Linked DNA regions of Mus musculus: all the other regions are linked to region 1. A link is a contact called in public HiChIP or PLAC-seq and Micro-C data. All regions are on one chromosome and are shown on one strand. The core of a region is the stretch at or near the end of the contact, and the rest is flanking DNA. Distances in the headings are between cores, read along the strand shown. Region 1 holds the start of Catsperg1 (cation channel sperm associated auxiliary subunit gamma 1). Region 2 holds the start of Fbxo27 (F-box protein 27). Region 3 holds the start of Zfp382 (zinc finger protein 382).

The links. A called contact is a pair of places that touch in the nucleus more often than the background predicts. HiChIP or PLAC-seq counts read pairs in DNA pulled down with a chosen protein or histone mark.
Region 2: a contact with region 1 is called in a Micro-C map of embryonic stem cells, with 4 times the contacts expected there. The contact joins the promoter of Fbxo27 here to the promoter of Catsperg1 in region 1.
Region 3: a contact with region 1 is called in an H3K4me3 HiChIP or PLAC-seq map of embryonic stem cells, with 6 read pairs. The contact joins the promoter of Zfp382 here to the promoter of Catsperg1 in region 1. A contact is called at or near these places in 1 of 39 promoter capture datasets (embryonic stem cells) and 1 of 115 datasets of contacts at active chromatin or transcription factors (embryonic stem cells).

What each region holds. Positions count from the first base shown.
Region 1 is chr7:29,208,596-29,212,292 of GRCm38.p6, forward strand. Catsperg1 (cation channel sperm associated auxiliary subunit gamma 1) reads right to left here and starts at 2,330. Exons shown (of 28, transcript NM_001368407.1): 1 at 2,047-2,330; 2 at 1,885-1,938. The coding sequence starts at 2,319.
Region 2 is chr7:28,691,594-28,695,637 of GRCm38.p6, forward strand. Fbxo27 (F-box protein 27) reads left to right here and starts at 1,551. Exons shown (of 5, transcript NM_001163702.1): 1 at 1,551-2,057; 2 at 3,138-3,249; 3 at 3,413-3,508. The coding sequence starts at 1,703.
Region 3 is chr7:30,119,678-30,123,650 of GRCm38.p6, forward strand. Zfp382 (zinc finger protein 382) reads left to right here and starts at 2,255. Exons shown (of 5, transcript NM_001081007.2): 1 at 2,255-2,399. The coding sequence starts at 2,357.

The DNA.
Region 1 (3,697 bases), core at 1,080-3,579:
GCTGGAGTGATGGCTCAGCAGTTAAGAGCACTGACTCTTCTTCCTGAGGTCCCAAGGTCAATTCCCAGCAACCACATGGTGGCTCACAACCATCTGTAATGGGATCTGAAGCCCTCGTTGGGTGCCTCTGAAGACAGCTGCAGTGTGCTCATATACATAAGATAAAGAAAATCTCTAATAATTAATAATAATAATTTTCACAAATCAATAATTAAAAGTAAAAAAACAAACGAACAAACAAACAAAACTTCATTTTAAAATGAGCAAGGGAGGCTGGAGAGATGACTTAGAGGTTAAGAGCACCAACTCCTCTTCCAGAGGACCCAGGTTTAGTTCCCAGCAAACATATGGTGGCTCACAGCTGTCTGTAACTACAGTTCAGGACACTTGACACCCTCCCATAGACATGCATTCAGGCAAAACACCAATGCACACTCAATAAAAAGAAATAAATCATTTTAAAAAATAATAAAATGAGCAAAGGAAGGCCAATCGAGATGGCACATTCCACCTTTGATCCTGGCAAAGGCAGGCAGATCTCTGTGAGTTCCAAGATAGCCAGGACTCTGTAGAAAGACCCTGTCCTAAAGAACCAACCAACCAACCAACCAAAATAGGCAAAGGAAGGTTGGCATGCTGGCTCATACCTATAATCCCAGTACTTGAGAGACAGGGGCACAAGAACTGTTCTGAGTTCAAGGCCAGCCCGGGTTAAGTAACACTATCCTATATCCTGAAAGGAAGAGGGTGGGGCCAGAGAGATGGCTGACTCAATGGTTAGAGTGTGTAACTGTTCTTCTAGATGACCAAAGCATGATTGCCAGCATCTATGTCAAGCCACAATAGCTTGTAACTCCAATCCCAGGAATTCATCACCCTCTTCCGACCTCCACAGGCAACTGCATGCACATGCATAGACCTATTAAAAATAAGATGAATGCTTTTTTTTTAAAAGAGAGAATAACTACTATTAGACACAGGGTTCTTTTTTTTTTTTTTTTTTTTTTTTGGTTTTTCCAGACAGGGTTTCTCTGTATAGCCCTGGCTGTCCTGGCACTCACTTTGTAGACCAGGCTGGCCTCGAACTCAGAAATCCGCCTGCCTCTGCCTCCCGAGTGCTGGGATTAAAGGCGTGCGCCACCACGCCCGGCCCAGACACAGGGTTCTTATTGGAGGATAATAGGAACGTTCCGGAGAAAGATAATGAGGTTAGTGTGATTGCTTAAGTGAGGTACTGTTTGAACACCCCAGGCTCCTATGTTTGAATGCTTGGTCCTTAGCTGTGGGTCTGACTGAATAGGATTACATATGGCCTTCATGGAGAAGATGTGTCACCAGGGGTGTTAGGCCTTGAGGTCTGCACCATTCCTAGTTCGCTTTCTCTGCCTCCTGCTTGTGGATGGAAGTACCTGCCATGGTGGTCCCACCGGGTTCCCTACTGTGCTGCTCATGGACTTTTGGTTTATAAGTTGCCTTGGTCACAGTTTTTCTGTCATGGAATGACAGAATGGAGCTGAAACGGTTGCCTGACTCTGTAGATACACTAAAATGTACTGATCTGTATACTTTAGAACGACACCTTTAGGGGCTGAGAACAGGGTGGTAGCAGGTAGCAGTGGTAGCATGTACAAAGCCTTGGATTCTGTCCCTAGGCCCCTAAACAAAATAAGAGCTACATCTCAATTTTAAAATGGGGCCCCGTGGGGGGGGGAGTGCTGTGCTCACTTTTTGTCCCTATTGTGTTCTTGTACCTAGTGGGAGACTGAATCTTTAATGCCTTCAGGGTTGGTGGAGACTACTATTAAACTGTATTGAAAAAACACTGCTGAAAATGGGAAACTGGAGACTTACAGAAATCAGCCTACTCATACTGTAAACTCTTACCTGTCCCGGACAGGAAAAGTTGATTTGCAAGTAGTAAGGAAAGCTCAAATAGTTCTGTAAAGAAAGGTGGAGGAAATACCTAGTCACTTGGTGTACTGACTCGAGATCTCTCTATTTACTGACCCCAAATCTCTTTGATACTCTTGATCTCACTTCCCTCACCTCTGACGGATCGATTGGCGAGTCTGTCAACTTTTGGAACACCTTGGCCACTGTATCGATGGGCTCATGATCTTGAAATCGATCCTTGGAGAGATGCAAGCCTACCTTCTCGAACTTGTTCAGGACAAGAAGCCAGGTGCAATGCTGTAAGGTATCTTCCGCCCACGACTTCAACGACAGCAATAGCACTAGCCGCAGTACCCAGAATGCCCAAAGGTTTGGTTTTCTCGGCCACACAGGGCTGACCGGGGACATGGCTGGCCGGGACACCATGTAGCTAGAACCTGGAGAACGTGGGGATTAACACCCACTTGCAAGTTGGCTAGCTGAGGCTGATCTCTAGGAAACCGCTCAGTTCCTGCCCCTTTTCCCACTCTTCTTCCTAGCTCCACCTTTGATCAGGCTTTGGGGCCCCTTACTCTCTGCCCGGGCCCTGCTCTTAGGCCTTGCCACGCCCTTACTCCCAGCTCCTCCCCTACTAATACTCCTCGCCCCGCCCCTGCTCCTACTCTCGGCCCCTCCCCTACTAATACTCCTCGCCCCGCCCCTGCTCCTACTCTCGGCCCCTCCCCTACTAACACTCCTTGCCCCGCCCCTGCTCTTTCTCCCGGCCCCTCCCCTACTAATACTCCTCGCCCCTCCCCTACTAATACTCCTCGCCCCTCCCCTACTAATACTCCTCGCCCCGCCCCTGCTCTTACTACTGTCCCTACCCCTGCGGCTCTTTTCACCCTGCTTCCTAGTTACTCTCTCTCTCTTTGCCCTGGCTTTGCTCTTTTCTGTTCCCGTTCTTGGAACTCCTAACCTACTCTTCGCCAAGTCCCTCTTTTTTTTTCTTGCCTTGCCAGAGCACTTCCTGTTTTCCTTACCACTGTGCCCCTCAGGGGACTTGGCTCCGCCCTCAAAAGGTTCCCCGCCCACACACTGCTCTTCGCCACGCCCCTTTCTTTTCGCTCCTGCCCTGCTCAGGAACCGGCTTAGAGTCTTCTTGTCCTTTCGTGAATCCTCGCCCACACCTCCGAACTCGCTAGGCTCTTTGCCTTGGCTCAAGGTCTGAGTCGTTCTGGAAATCAGATCCTGGCTCTGCTTTCTCTTCTGGCCACGCCCCTGGTCCTGGCTCCGGTCTGGAGTGTCGCGGTAGAGCGGATCTTCACTCTGCCTTCTCTCTTGGCCACGACCCTGGTCCTGGTTCAGGCTCCAAGTGTTGCAGTAGTTCAAATGCTCACTCTGTCTTCTCTCTTGGCCACGCCCCCGGTCCTGGTTCAGGCCCTGAGTGTTGCAGTAGTTCAAATCCTCACTCTGTCTCCTCTCTTGGCCACGCCCCTGGTCCTGGCTCAGACCCCGAGTGTCGCGGTGGTTCGGATCCTCGCTTCGTCTCCTCTCTTGACCACGCCCCTGGCCCTGACTCAGGTCCCGAGTGTTGCAGTAGTTCAAATCCTCGGTCTGTTTCTTCTCTTGGCCATGTCCCTGGTCCTGGTTCAGGCCCCACGTGTTGCAGTAGTTCGAATCCTTGCTCAGTCTCCTCTCTTGGCTACGCCCCTGGTCCTGATTCAGGCACCGAGTGTTGCAGTAGTTCAAATCCTCGCTCAGTCTCCTCTCTTGGCCACGCCCCTGGTACTGGTTCAGGCCCCAAGTGTTGCAGTAGTTCCAA
Region 2 (4,044 bases), core at 301-2,800, 520 kb before region 1:
AAAGATAAACAGGGTATGGTGACACTTGCCTGCAATTCCAGTTCTCCAGAGGTAGAAGATCAGTGTCATGCTTGGCTACTTAGTGAGTTCAAGGACAGCATGGGCTCTACCTGAGTCTCAGTTGAAAAGTAGGGCTGGAGAGATAGATGGCCAATTTCCCCAAAGGACCTGGGTTTAACTAGCATCACAGGTGCTCTCGACCACATGTAACTCCAGTTCCAGGGAATCCTGAAAATACCTCCTCTGACCTCCCCAGATACCAGGCACAAACATGGTGGAGACATAAATGCGGGCAAACCTCCATACACATAAAACTATTTTTTTTTTTTCGAGACAGGGTTTCTCTTTTAGCCCTGGCTGTCCTGGAATTCACTCTGGAGACCGGGTTGGCCTCAAACTCATAAATCCACCTGCCTCTGCCTCCCAAGTGCTGGGATTAAAGGCATGCGCCACCACTGCCCGACAGAGCTGGTCATAGTAATACATGTCTTTAGTCCCAGCACTCAGGAGGCAGAGGCAGGCAGGTCTCTCAGTTTGCGTACACAGTGAGTTCCAGGCTAGCCAGCCCTACAAAGTGAGACCCTGTCAAAAAAAAAAAAAAAAAAATCTGGAGCTAGACCCACTCACTAACACTACTAGTCACTTAGGAAGGTCACGGCCTCTAAGAGCCTCGGTTCCTTTTCTGTGTTAAGATGTTCGGGGAGCTGACGAGATGGCTCATTTCAAAGGTCCTGAGTTCAAATCCCAGCAACCACATGGTGGCTCACAACCATCCAGAATGAGATCCGATGCCCTCTTATGGTGTGTCTGAAGACAGCTACAGTATACTTATGTATAATAATAAATCTTTGGGTTGGAGCAAGCAGAGACTCAGCAGGTCGATCAGATCGAGCAGAACCTACCAGAGCAAGCAAGGCTGACCGGGGCAAGCAGAAGTTCTAAAAGTTCAGTTCCGGACAACCACATAAAGGCTCACAACCATCTGTACAGCTACAGTGTACTCACATACATAAGATAAATCTCTTTTTAAAATGTGCTAAGTTGCCGAAGTTCGAAACTGTAAGCTTCAGCTGATGCTTTCGATTAGCGGGGTCATTGTTGTCCTCTAGAGCCTGCTTTTTCTTGTAAATCGCGGATGACTGGATGATTGTCTGGGATTAAGGTCACGGACTGCACAAGGCGTTTAGGGGTGGAGCCTTCCACTTGGATGCCTACCCGAAATAATAGTTGTTACCAGATGCCAGGCGTCCACTGCGGATTTAGGGTCACTCCAAGTGTTGGATTGGTTGCTGAACCGCTAGGACTGTGCCAGAGCCCTGGCCTAATCTGTGTCCTCAGGTGGATTCCTAAACTGTCCACCAGTCCTAAGCCGGAAGGAGGTGGGGTCTGGATCCACAGGGCTGGACATTCGGCGAATCTCAGAGAGGTTTCGCCTGGGAAGGATAGTATTAGGCAAAGCTATAGCTATGCGGTCCTCCAGGCCGCGAAGGGGAGCTGGCAGGGGTGCCGGTGAGCACCAGCGGGCTGGGAGGAGGGTAGGCTTTGGGGACAGAGAGGCGGTAAGGGACGTGGGAGACAGTGGATGGCTTCGGGGATGTTAGTCTCGGGGTGGACGGCTGCAAAGCCTGGCAGCAGAGGCTGCTAATCACTAACATCTAACCCCTCTTCTCCTGCAGTCCCAGCCAAGCGGGGCGCGGGGACCATGGGTGCCTGGATATCCAGGACCCGGGTCCCGACGCCGGAGCCCGACCCCCAGGAGGTCCTGGACCTGAGCCGTCTGCCCCCGGAGCTGCTCCTGCTGGTACTGAGCCACGTGCCCCCGCGCACGCTGCTGATGCACTGCCGCCGAGTGTGCCGCGCCTGGCGCGCCCTGGTAGATGGCCAGGCCCTATGGTTGCTGCTGCTGGCCCGTGACCACAGCGCAGCGGGCCGCGCCCTGCTGACACTAGCCCGCCGCTGTCTGCCCCCTGCCCACGAAGACACGCCCTGCCCGCTGGGCCAATTCTGCGCACTGAGACCGCTAGGACGCAACCTCATCAGCAACCCCTGTGGCCAAGGTGAGGCGCTGAGAAGGCGGGGCCTAGAGGAAGCCTAGGGGCGGGACCAAGAGAGAACTGTAGCACAAAGGGCGGGGCCCCAAGAATGCTAATGGACAGAGCCAAGAAGGAATCCCCCGGAAGGTATTAAGGGCGGGGTCACGGGATATTTGTAGGCTGTGAGACCAGAAGGAAACCAGTGAGAGGATAGGGCGGAGTCACAAGGTATGAAATGGGCGGGGCCTAGAGTTAAACCAAGAGGCAGGTCTACAGATGTAGCAGAGGGAGGGGCTAGAAGTGGGGTCACACTTGACCCAGTTAGAGTAGCTGGAATCACCTGACCTACATAAGAGAGCGGTAGAGGGGACCAAACAGCATATCTTCTATCTGAGAGACAGGATGCACAGAGAGGCACCAAGAGCAATTAAAATCAACACATAAATATCTTTTGTTTCATTGGCTTTTACATTTTAACAATTTATTTTCGTCCCTGCGCCTGGAGTTTCAGGAGACTAAGCCTCATGGCTTGGGAGCTGGGAACTGACCCCAGGTCCTCTAGAAGAGCAGTTACAAATTTTTAAATTTTGTTAGTATATTTTGTTTTTGTTGTTGTTTTGCTTTTTGTTTTTGCGGGTTGGAAAGATAGCTCAGCGGCTAAGAGCTGCTCCTCCAAAGGACCTAAGCTCAGTTCCAAACACTCAAGTGGAGACTCACAACCATCTGTAACTCAAGTCTCAGGGAGACCACCCTTTCTTCTGGCCTCTGGAGAGAGGGCATATATACATAGTCTGCAGACATAAACTTTTAATTTTTTAAAATTATTTTGGTGTGTTGTTAAAAGGCTCAAGTCTCGCGTACAGGTGGTAGGTGCTCAGCGGCCAACTTTGTATCCACAGTTCTCTCCTTGTATTTCTGCGTGAAGTCTGATGATTAATTAGGCTAAAGTTTTCCCACTGAGCCGTCCTTCCTGCCTGCTCAGGTTTCCGATTCTTTTCAAACCTGAGGGGTGGAGGAGGGGCGGCGCAGCTTCAATTCGACCACATTCCTAAAGCCTTTGCGTCCCTGGTACTGCGATTGCCTCTACTGTTTTTTTCTCTACAGAAGGCCTGCGCAAATGGATGGTGCGGCACGGTGGGGATGGATGGGTGGTGGAGAAGAACAGGAAACCTGTACCTGGGGCCCCTTCACAGACCTGCTTCGTGACTTCCTTCAGGTGAAAACCCTCCCCGCCCCCCCCCCCCGTGTTCCCCGCCCCCCCCGTGTCGTCGTCGTCCCCCGTTCCCCCCCCCCCGTCCCCCCCTCACCCTGGGTCAGAGACCTTGAAGAAAGACCTGCGGGTTCTCACGGACCAGCCAACCGCTGTCTCACCTTCCTAGCTGGTGTCGCAAGAAGCAGGTCGTGGACCTGGTGGAGAAGGGTCTGTGGCCAGAGCTGCTGGACAGTGGTGGTGTGGAGATTGCTGTCTCTGACTGGTGAGTCTGGGCACAGGAAAAGCCCGTTAGTAAGCACTGGGGCCCACGGCACACACTTGTAATCCCAGCACTTGGGATGCTGAAGCAAAAGGATGTCATAGGTGAGCTCAAAGCCAGTGAGTGCTCCATGGAGTCAGGCTGCCTGTATCCAGATGTCTGTAAGAGTGTCCGTTCTCTGTACAGAGTCTTTATTGGAGCTTCCTGGATTGACTAACCAATTAGCTGCTTGCCCCTGTGGTTAACCACAGCCTCTAGGCCAACTGACATTAACTCACAACCCTAAATTACACTATGGCTTTTTCTAAAGTGACCAAATTTGACCTATGCCTGTCTGTGGACCTGGCCATGTAAGACCCCCAATGCTGGGCCTCTGCTCAAGTCCCGGGATGAGCTGGCCAACACCCCAACATCCTGAGAGAAAACCACACCTGATGCAAACTGCAAGAGGTTTTATTATCAGCTAGCTGAGGACGAAGTCCCTCTGCCATGCAGGGCAGGGGAGTTCGACACCCCCCCCTCCAGCGGTGACAGTAGGG
Region 3 (3,973 bases), core at 1,005-3,504, 910 kb after region 1:
CATACACTAAAGTATAATAAAACTAGCTGCTTGGTTGAATTCCTGTTACAACAAAGAGAAGTACCATTTAAATAATTTACGGGAACTCCGGGCACATACACCCCCCCTCCCCCCGAAAATGGCAAATGTATTCCAAATCATTAATAATGAATATTCCTGACAGGCACAGTTGCACTTTCCTTCAATCCCAGAACTCCAGAGGCAGAGTTAGGCAGCTCTCCAGTCAGCCAGGACTACCCAGGAAGACTCTATCTACAAAAAATGTTTTTTAAAAAAATGTACCAGATTTGGTGATATATACCTTTACTCCTTCTGCTTGGGAGGCAGAGGCAAGCATGTCTCTGTGAGCTCGAGGCCAGTCTGGTCTACAAGTGAGTACCAGGCCAGCTAGAGCTACAATAGTGAGACTGATCCATCTCAAAACAAAAGAGAAAAGGAGAGGAGAGGAGAGGAGAGGAGAGGAGAGAGAGGGAGGGAGGGAGGGAGGGAGGGAGGGGGAGAGAGAGAGAGAGAGAGAGAGAGAGAGAGAGAGACTTAGACTGCAGGCTGGAAAGCAATCTTGGGTGCCACATTTCTGGAGCTGTTCATCCTGGGGTTTTGAGACAGGGTCTGTCACCGCATCTTGGAGACTCAGCTAGGCTGGCTGGTTAGTGAAACACAGGGATATTCTTGTCTGCCCTTCCAGCACTGGGGTTATAGGCACCATGTCATATACAACTTTCTCTGTGGGTCTAGGATTGAACTCTGGTCCTCATGTTTGGGCATAGCAGTTTGGTGCCAAACAATATTTATAGGGTTAAAAGTTTAAATATTTAGGACAACTTGTGTTATTAAATATTTTTCTCAGTGAAACTACTAAATCGGGGGTGGGGGTGGGGGGACGGGTGACCATAGTAAAACCTGTATATATTTAAAGCACTTTTTGTTTTTGTTTTGTTTTGTTTGTTTTTGGTTTTTTGAGACAGGGTTTCTCTGTGTAGCCTTGGCTGTCCTGGAACTCACTCTGTAGACCAGGCTGGCCTCGAACTCAGAAATCCACCTGCCTCTGCCTCCCAAGTGTTGGGATTAAAGGCATGTGCCACCACTGGCCAGCCTTAGCAATTTTTTTTTTCCTAAAGTATTGGGAAAGAAATCTATTTTGAACAACGTGAGGAAATGGGTTGAAAAATTGACAGAGTCCTGCACTAAGAACAGAGCGAATCAGCTACAAAGTCTAGTACATTTTAAAAATCGCATTTCATCAATACAATAACCTTTTTGATAGTAGGGTTTTCCTTCACAAGAAAATCATACAATTGAGATTAAGTAGCACTTTCAGATGGAACAGTATTTGGTCCAAAATAGAATCAATCGGTGTGGCTTCGTCTATGGAATAACTGATTAATGCATCATATTGGATATAAATCCTTGGAAAATTATTAATGACACATAACTTCTAAAACAATCTTTGGAATCCTATCCTTAGAACTTCAATATCCTATCTTCGCTTGCACTTCAATCTGGGGGGGGGGGGGACGACGACGACGACTCCCATTGTGAGATCTCCATACAAGGCTGTGTGGTTTTTAAACCTGAATCGTCGTTCTAGGTTTCAAATACCAACTTTCTCCTTAATAGCCAAGTCACTCCACGCTGTGTAGTCTGGCAATGTCACCGGTGAGGCGACAGAGGCAGTGACAGAAACCTCAGCACACATTCCAAGAAATCATGGAACTTTTCATTGCCATCCCTTTACCCTCACCTCCCTGTCGGAGGAAGAGAAACCTTATGCGTTCTCTGAATTACCCTTGGGAAAGACATTGCGTACAGACTGAACAAGAATGCAACAGAGGCCACCCCTCGCGCTTTTCGACAGTTACAAGACATAATTCTCAGCCTAGGGTGGTCAAAATGAAATTCTACCAAACTCAGAAGTCAAAGGGGGTGGGGGCTGCGTCGGTCCCAATAGGATCAAAGCACAGTGCTGTCACAAGATCAATTGGTCACAGTATGGGATCGCAAACCGCTCGGTCCGCGTTCAATCACCCAAACCTAATCAGAATCAGTCTCAGAGCTCCCCTGTGGGCACACCCCACACTGACGCAGCCATGCACTCCCGCGCGCGGCCACAGACCGTAGCAGGCAGCTGACTCCCACCCGCCCCAGCCAAGGGGACGCTGGTGCAAGCGCGGGGCGAGGGAGAGGCGCGCGCGGCAACTAACGGGCCGCCCCGGAGGCTCCTGGGAGAGCGAGCCCCCGGCGTGAGTGCGCAGGCGTAGACGGCTGAGCGGAGGCGGGGCGGTTCGAGACGTTGGGAGAGGCTGAGGACCGCAGTGGATGCTCCGGATCTGGAGGGCGACCGAGAGATCGAATCCAGATGGGAAGACCGGGGAGGAAACCGAGAGGCCGAGCCAGGCCTGGTAATTTTGGGGAGGAAGAAGGTTAAGGAAGCGGGACCGGGACACTCAACGGCTGCACAGGGCCTCGGGTGTGGCCCGTGGGCGTGACACCGAGGATGACTGCCGGTGACCCGAAGGGGTAGTTTTCGTGTTAAACTCGAGGACACTCTGTCGCTGGGAACAGGTCCCTGGGCATCACGAGCGTTGCGTGTGAGGATGTGGGGAGCATGTTGTGGTTTGGCTCCCTCAGCTCATCCTGATTATTTGGGGGCGGGAGGGAGAGCCATAAAGTGATCGCGATCTTCTTGGATGTGAAAGCTGGATGGCGGGATTTTGCTTAGGGTTATAGCGGCCTGCGTCTATTTTTAGATTGGGTATGACTCCTGTAGGAGATTGGAGAATTGAAAGTGATTTGTGAACGTGATTGTGAGTGATTTTGCCTGGAATTCTATCATGTTCTGTCCTCGTGAATGACATGTGAAGCAGTAGGTTGATTTTTCTGAAGGATGTTTGAAAGGTTATCACTAAGCACACGTGTGTGTTCTTCTGTAATTTCTCATAATTTTGTGTGTGTATTTTTTTGGGGGGGGATTTTTTTCCCCCGAGACAGGCTGTCCTGGAAATCGCTTTGCAGACCAGGCTGGTCTCAAACTCAGAGATTCACCTGTCTCTGCCCTCTGCCCTCTGCCCCCTGCCCCCTGCCCTCTGCCCTCTCCCCCCGCCCCCCCCCGCCCCCTCGCCCCCCCGCCCCCCGCCCCCCCGCTGTGATTTAAAGGCATGTGCCTCCACCACCTGGCTTGTAGTACCGTTAATATTTAAATGGTTGAGGTATGCTGTGCGATCACGTATGTGTAATTTTTTTTTTAGACAGGTTCATTATCTATACCAAGTTGCCTCTGAACTCTCTCGTAGCACAGGGTGGCCTAAAACTTGGCAGTGATTCCCCCTACTTTAACCTCCCAACTGCTGGGATTCCGTGTGGTGTGTGCACCACCAAGCCTGGAAGTTATGTACTATTTGATTATCAGATTAGTACCAGCAAGCCTGCTTGAGAAAAATTTGAAGTAGTAACTTAGCAAATATAAAGATACTAATGTTGGAATGGAATAGGTAAGATTTTCATAATTCCCCGTGGTGAGGCCAATAACCTGGGATCAGGATGGTAAATAGGAAGTTTTGAGATGAAAGGTGTTGCATGGGAGCCTGCAGGAAGAGTAGCACTTTCCACACATAAATACCACGTTCTGCACATCTGTGGAAGTGGATTTTTCTGTTCCTAAAATTATTTTTAAAAGTACGCTTTTACTTCTAAGACCAGTCTCATTCCTGGTAATTAAAATAACCATGACACCAGAATATTCACTGTTGCAGTCAGCACTGGAGACTGTACTTAACCAAATGGGATCCCGAGTGATTCATTTGTTTTCTGTGTCCATATCTATAGTACTAAAATGTGTTACGCAGCAGCTCCTGAAATAACTATTAATAATATATAATACGTTATATATGCTATGTATACATAGCATGTATATGTAACTATAACATATATTACATATGATATAAGCATATCATATGTAAGTAATACTTATGTAGTA